Linked DNA regions of Mus musculus: region 2 is linked to region 1. Evidence: chromatin contacts called from public HiChIP or PLAC-seq data. All regions are on one chromosome and are shown on one strand. The core of a region is the stretch at or near the end of the contact, and the rest is flanking DNA. Distances in the headings are between cores, read along the strand shown. Region 1 holds the start of Scaf4 (SR-related CTD-associated factor 4). Region 2 has its middle 24 kb from the start of Hunk.

The links. HiChIP or PLAC-seq counts read pairs in DNA pulled down with a chosen protein or histone mark.
Region 2: an H3K4me3 HiChIP or PLAC-seq map of the SCID.adh cell line shows a contact between it and region 1, with 16 read pairs. The contact joins the enhancer-like site here to the promoter of Scaf4 in region 1. A contact is called at or near these places in 1 of 39 promoter capture datasets (cranial neural crest), 4 of 115 datasets of contacts at active chromatin or transcription factors (the SCID.adh cell line and embryonic stem cells) and 1 of 9 other capture datasets (adipose tissue).

Annotation. Positions count from the first base shown.
Region 1 is chr16:90,282,938-90,286,134 of GRCm38.p6, forward strand. Scaf4 (SR-related CTD-associated factor 4) reads right to left here and starts at 1,566. Exons shown (of 20, transcript NM_178923.4): 1 at 1,066-1,566. The coding sequence starts at 1,095.
Region 2 is chr16:90,360,989-90,364,311 of GRCm38.p6, forward strand. No RefSeq gene overlaps it. Among named protein-coding and RNA genes, the nearest start is that of Hunk, 24 kb to the right of the region's middle. Within about 2 kb of position 1,608, at least 1 of the 459 cell types and tissues checked has an H3K27ac peak or open chromatin away from gene starts, as enhancers often do. A contact at or near this core is called in the SCID.adh cell line, where this site is marked.

The sequences.
Region 1 (3,197 bases), core at 316-2,815:
GGAGGGTCCCCTTCTGCAGCGCTACGAATAGAAAGAGAAGTAACAACCTAATACTATTGCGAACTGAGCCACAGAAATCTCATTGTGAGATGGAGCAAGTTCTGACACCACATCAACACGTGTCAAACTATGACATCAGATTCCTTCAGTGGTATTTGAAACGGGAAACATACCCCAACTTAATTCACAATAGTTTCCACTCTGTAACTGCGTTTTAAAGCATCAGTGGTCGTCTCCTCCTCCCACATCCATTCAGATAAATAAGATAGTATGGACTTTATGCCCCTAAGCAGCACATGGAACGATCAGAGATACAACTAGAGAGCTTTAAGGCGGCAGGCAGCTTTGTTCCCGGTTTGGGGAGGTTTTCACATGTAAATGTCCCTGAGGAAGGGAGCTGAGGATTAAGTACCCCGAGAGGGCGGTGCGAGGGTGAGCAGGTGGAGACCCAAGCAGCCTTACTAGCGGACTAAATGGGGCGTACACTTTGCTCTCCCATTCAACTTTTTAGGTGTCACGATGTACAGAAAGGGCACGTTCTAGATAGAAAGGCCAAGGGAACTACCGCTCTATGTTCATTTGTGAGCGTGTCAATCCAGGAGGTGGGAGGGCAGACACCCTCTCTAAGTCTCCGCCAACCGGGATCAGAGTCCAGCGGCCGCCGCGCAGCGCCGCGGCCTGAGCAACAGGAGAACCCAGGCGGCTGCTACGCCGGCCCCGGGACTCGCGGGAACTCCCGCCCCTGAGTCGGCCGAGCGCTCCGTTGCAGCCCCTGGCGGGATCCCGGCCCCGTAAAGCCGATAACGGGGCCGGGAGCAGCATAAGGGCCACGTTGAAGAAGCGGGAGTCGGCACAGGCCGGAAGGGGGCGAAGGGGCACTGGCGGGGGAGGGGCGCGGGGTCAGCCCCCGGCGGTGGCCGCGACCTCTCCCCGGCTCCAGGCCCGCTGCCCCGGAACCGGGGCAGGAAGCGTCCCCGCCCGGACTCGGTGCTCGAAAGCCCTCGGGCAGCGAGAGAAGCGGCCCCGGCGTGGCCCGCACCAGCCCTAACCCCAAGCACTCCTCACCTCCTGGTTGAAGGCGTTGACGGCGTCCATGTTCGCGCGCGTTGCGGCGGCGGCTGCGGCTGCTCCGGGCCCGCCGGTCACCTAGACCTGGAGCGGCGGCTGAGTAGGGCCGGGTGCCGGCAGGGCCCTTGGGCGTGGAGGGGGAGGAGGACGGGAGGCGACGAGCGGCGGAGGCCGAGCAGGAAGGGGCTGCGGCCGAGGCGGCGAGGCTGGGCCGGTCGAGCGCAGGCAGAGGCGGCGGGCCCCTGCTCAGTCCCGTGCGCCGGAGGAGGGATGGGAGGCGGCGGCAGCGCGGGGCTCCAACATGTCCGTTTGGCGGCGGCGGCTGCGCTCTGCGTCGCGCTGACACGGCCCCCCGCGCCCTCCCTCACGCACTGGCCCACACTGGCCCGGCCGGCGAGCGGGCGGGCCTCTCTGTCTCTCTCCTCTCTTTCGCCAGCAGGATGGCGGCAGCGACCCGAGTGCACGCCGCGCGAAGCACCCTGGGACAGCTCGGGCCTCCAAGCGCTTCCTGAGCCCGGCTCCGCCCCGCTCGTGCTTGGCTCCGCCCACGCCCCGCCCCTCCGCGCCCCACCGGCGCCGAGCCGCTAGCGTGTGACCGCGCGTTGTCGCGCGCTTTCCCGCCGGTTGCGGCTGCGGAGAGTTCCCGTCTTCTGGGCTCAGGATCCGGACGACGGCTCCCGGGGTGCATTGTGTCCGGGCAGGACTGCGCCCTGCTGCTGCGACAAACAAAGCGCGGAGGGTGAGCGTCTGCAGTCTCCAAGTCCCCTGCTTCGACTTGCGTGCGGACCTGGTGGACGCCCTGAGCAACTTCCGAGGACTGGGCTCCTGAACCCCTAACGCTAATCTCCCCAAACCCCGTTGGGTCGCTCTCGGCAGAAGTGTGTTCTGATTCACTTGAGTTCTCACCGCCTGCCGCGCGCTGCGACCGCTGTCTGTTGGGTGTGTGAAAAATGAAAGTTTTTCTGTAGAAACCTCACTTTTGTGGAGCATGAGTATAAAAGCTAGAAGGCCTGACTCGTACTGGAAGTTGGGGACTACTTCCCGTAGAAAAGGGCGAGCATCCTAAAAGAATTCGAGAAAGGAGGGGCCCTCTGGACCTTGCGCGCTGTGCTATCACCTCTCCTTGGAGGACAACCGGCTGGTACTTAGGGAAAGCAACTGGCCCTACCGAGACCAGATCCTAGCAGAGTTAGGATTTTGTTCTTAAGGGGGCATCATGCAGGTTGACATCCTGCAAAGTATGCATGCGGAAGAAAGTGGGGCCAGGAACAGCATGGCTTCGGGCCCTGGAGATGATGAGGCTGAAGGTATCAGGCACTGGAGGAAAGACAGAATGGTGTTCCGGAGGGAAGATGCACACTGCTTCTTGAAGGACATGAGTGCTGGGTTTGCGTCAACTTGGTAATAATTTAAGGAAGGAATGAGTTTGAGGGCGTAATGGCTAATCTTTGTCAATGCCTATGAACAGTGTCCTCATTTAAGTCAGCCTAGTTCAGTTAACCACCATGCCCAAGTTTATCTGGCTAGACGGTTATCTTTTCGGGCTCTAGCCATCTGAGCTGTCCCTGGGATAGTTAACTGAGGGCTTTTGCGATATGGGTAAAGTCCAGGAAAATGGCTGAGAGGAGGTAGATACCTGGGATTCAATACTGCACAGCTAACAGGAGCTGAAAAGTCAGACAGACAAGGAGCAGAGGTGTTTAAGAACAAGGTGTTTGGCCCAGCATGGTGGCACACGCCTTTAATCCCAGTACTGGGGAGGCAGAGGCAGGTGGATTTCTGAGTTCGAGACCAGCCAGGGCTATACAGAGAAACCCTGTCTCGGAAAAAAAAAAGAAAAAGAAAAATCTCAGCCCTAACCAAGGCTGTGGGTTCAACTCCGACAGGGTAAGGATCAGGAAATGCCTCTCCATAGGATAGCTGTGGTTAACAAGAATTAATAGTAGGGCTGGTGAGATGGCTCAGTGGGTAAGAGCACCCGACTGCTCTTCCGAAGGTCAGGAGTTCAAATCCCAGCAACCACATGGTGGCTCACAACCATCCATAACGAGATCTGACTCCCTCTTCTGGAGTGTCTGAGGACAGCTACAGTGTACTTACATATAATAAATAAATAAATAAATCTTAAA
Region 2 (3,323 bases), core at 358-2,857, 78 kb after region 1:
GTTAGCGACTGCTTATATCCTTCTCTTATAGACAGCATGTCTCTCCCTTTCCCAGGTAGAGGCTTCGATCTCCTGTGATATGGAGAAAATGATGGTTTACAGTTTATTGGAGATCAGTCTATGGAGTTGGGATGTAGCACAGCTGGAAGAACATTCGAGTGAAGAAAAGCATCCTAAAATCACAAGGTGGGAAGAAACGAGGCTTAAAGATGAGATAAGAAAACAGGAGGAAAATTATCCCTGTAATGAAGTGTGCACTCAGGCATCCCCAAAGCCTCTCCCTCCACATGGCTGCCTGCAGACTTGCTAAGCCTGCACACTTTCTGAGTTTTAACACAGAAAGCTATAACTTTTTCTGTCTCCATCTCCCTACTCTATACCCTATCCAAACCTAAGTTTGCTGTGCAGACAATCTGGGCATTCTCAGTGTCTCTGAGAACTGCCCCATCCTTCCCTAGAAATGCAGCCGCCTTCCGGCTTTCATTTCTGCCTGTGTCTTGTCTCCTTCTTCAGAAAGCACTGACTCTTTTTTTTTCTCTTCTTTTTCCATCTCTTTCCTCCCAGCAATTGAAATTCCAGTTTTGCCTGTTCTGTTATTTCCTTTCTGAAATGCTGAAAAAAAAATGTCCTCTTGAAAAAAAAAAGACAGAGCCCTTAAACAGCAACACTATCGTGTTTTCACAAGTGTATGTGCATACTGTGTGAGTTCTGCCTTCGTGCCATTATTTGGAAAATCAAAGTAGCTTATTAGAAAGAGAGGGGCTGCTGAGATGGCTCAGCTGTTAAAGCCAGGACTTGAATTCATGAAGCATTGGGAGCAGAGCTCAACTCCAGAATCCACATAAAATTGCTGGCTGTGGTGGCCAAGTTCTGCAAAGGTAGAGATGGGAACCCTGTGACTGAGCGAACACATCTGAGTGACTGAGGACAAACCCAAGATTGACCTGAGACCTCAATACACTTAGACACACATAGCATCTGCAGATGCACATGCATGCAGGCACACACACACAACACACATATACATTCACACAGACACATACCACACACATACATACCACACATTCATATAAGACACACATACCACACACATATACATGCACACACATACATACTACACACATACACACCACATACAGACAGCACACACACACACACACCCCACATCACAAACCATAAATAAATACTAGATAGAGAAAGTGGAAGCAGATGGAGGGGAGAGGAGGAGGGAGGAAGGGAGGAGGAGGGGGAGGAGGGGAGGAGGAGGGGGAGGAGGAAGAGGAGGAGGAGGAAGGGGGGAAGAGGGGGAAGAGGAGGGGGAGGAGGGGGAGGAGGAAGAGGCTGTGGCAACAATGGCATAGGTAAATCTGGCCTCTTATACTCTGCATGTGCTTGCCTGCCCTTCCACCATGCTCAAAGGCTTGCACTATTTGCAGCCCCTGACCTTGGAATTCTCATTCTTCAAACCATGACCCAAAGGCATAATTCACAACTATCATATAATCTGTTCTCTCCTCAGAAACCAGCTGATGACCCCCATGTCCACCATGCTGCTTCTGTGACTCTACTCTGCGTTCATCGACTCTGGAACTCAGTCAGGGGCGTCTGCAGCTGTCAGCAGGGGGTGGGGAGGAAGCCGTGGTGAACCTCACATTGACTCTTACAGCTTCTGCCTAGAAGTTACATGGGACCCTGCATAAGAAAGTGGCTTTCCCGATGCCACTGGCACACAGACACAGAATCTTCCCGTAGGGAACAGCAGCAAGTATTTGGGAACGATAACGTAAAGACCAAAGCACTTAGTAAATATTTGCTGATTGAATGTTCCTATGCAGTAAGTAATCACATCCCAATGTGTTATCTGGTTGAAACTCTGCACACCACTCTCAGAAGCCTGTGATTACAAATATATATATCACATACAAGTCACAACTACTTAAAACACTCTCCACCACTGGGTAAGAAGACCCCAGCCTCCATTTTCTGTCCCTATCTCCATTATGCTCTTTTTGAAATGTATAAGAAAACATTAGAAAGAGAAAAGTCTGGATTACAAAGAAACTCACATCAGCAGAAAACCGGCCTGCAGCTCCCCGAGGAATGGAAGAGCTTAGTTCCAGAGCCAGACCGTATCAAACAGGGCCTTAAAAGTAATCTGGAGCCATCCTATGTAAAACAAACTTGAGGCCAGCAGGAAGCCTCAAAGGGGGCTGCAGAGTAGGAAGGAAGGGAATGGATTCCAGACTGCCAAGAGGATTTTCTTGATTGAAACAAGACCAACTCACAGAACCGCGTTTCGTGTGAGCCTACAATTCCCCAATTTTCTGAAGAAGAAGAAGAAGAAGAAGAAGAAAAGCATGAAAGCAAGCATAGAGAATTTTCGGAATCACTGGGCTGTATAGAGGAAAGATGCTTTTCTGTTGAAAGAGATAGATATCTAAGCTGTGGGTGAACCGTGTGATGCGAGAGGCAGTCACTGCACACGGAACTCACCTTCACAGATTTGTCATTCAACCTGGTGCTCAAAGCTGGATCCAAGAGGCCACGCACTATCTCCTAGACTCTCTTGTCTGTTACTGTTTGGTTTCTTCTCCAGGCTGAGCTGCTCCCATGGCTTCTCTTCCCTAGGGTCTTGGCTGTGAAGGCCTTATGTCTTCCTTGGCTGAGCTTCCAAAGACACCCGAAAGAGAGCTGAGTTTCTCCCTTATTGCTGGTCTGAGTTGCCTCTGTCCTTTGCAGCTGACAGATCTCCTTGTGAGTTCCTCTATGGTCTTCTGGCTTTGACTCTGTATGATGGACAGCTGGTAACCAGCCAGCAGTTCTGTATATCCTTCTGTAGCGTTGAGCAGGACTCAACGTCATTGCACCTTCCATCTTTCCGCTGGACATGCCCCACCCCATCCCCGCAGGCCACCACCGGTGACCTTCAGCAATGGAGTCACTGTCTGTGACAATGGCTGCCATTGTCCAATTTTCCTATTATATCTCCTCTTTTCCTACTAGACTATAGATGAGCCAATTGAAGGTAAAACATGGTTAGATCTTTCTCCCTGTATCCCTGTTCTCTCCTAATACCATGTAAGCAGTTGGCTCTCTCCAAGGAGCAGATGCTCAGATGTGACCAGGCACACAGAAAGGATTGTGAGAATGTGAAAGGGGCAGGGAAAGATTGGAGAGCTGTCAGACCATAGAAGGCGGGAGGGAGGACTGAGAAGGAACGTTCTTGACTAGTGTATAGTACTAAAGAGCCAGGGCATCCCTGGGCCAATGCTGGCGGTCAGAGGCTCCTGTTTCTGGGTAGGCCCAACCACAGAATTTGCAAG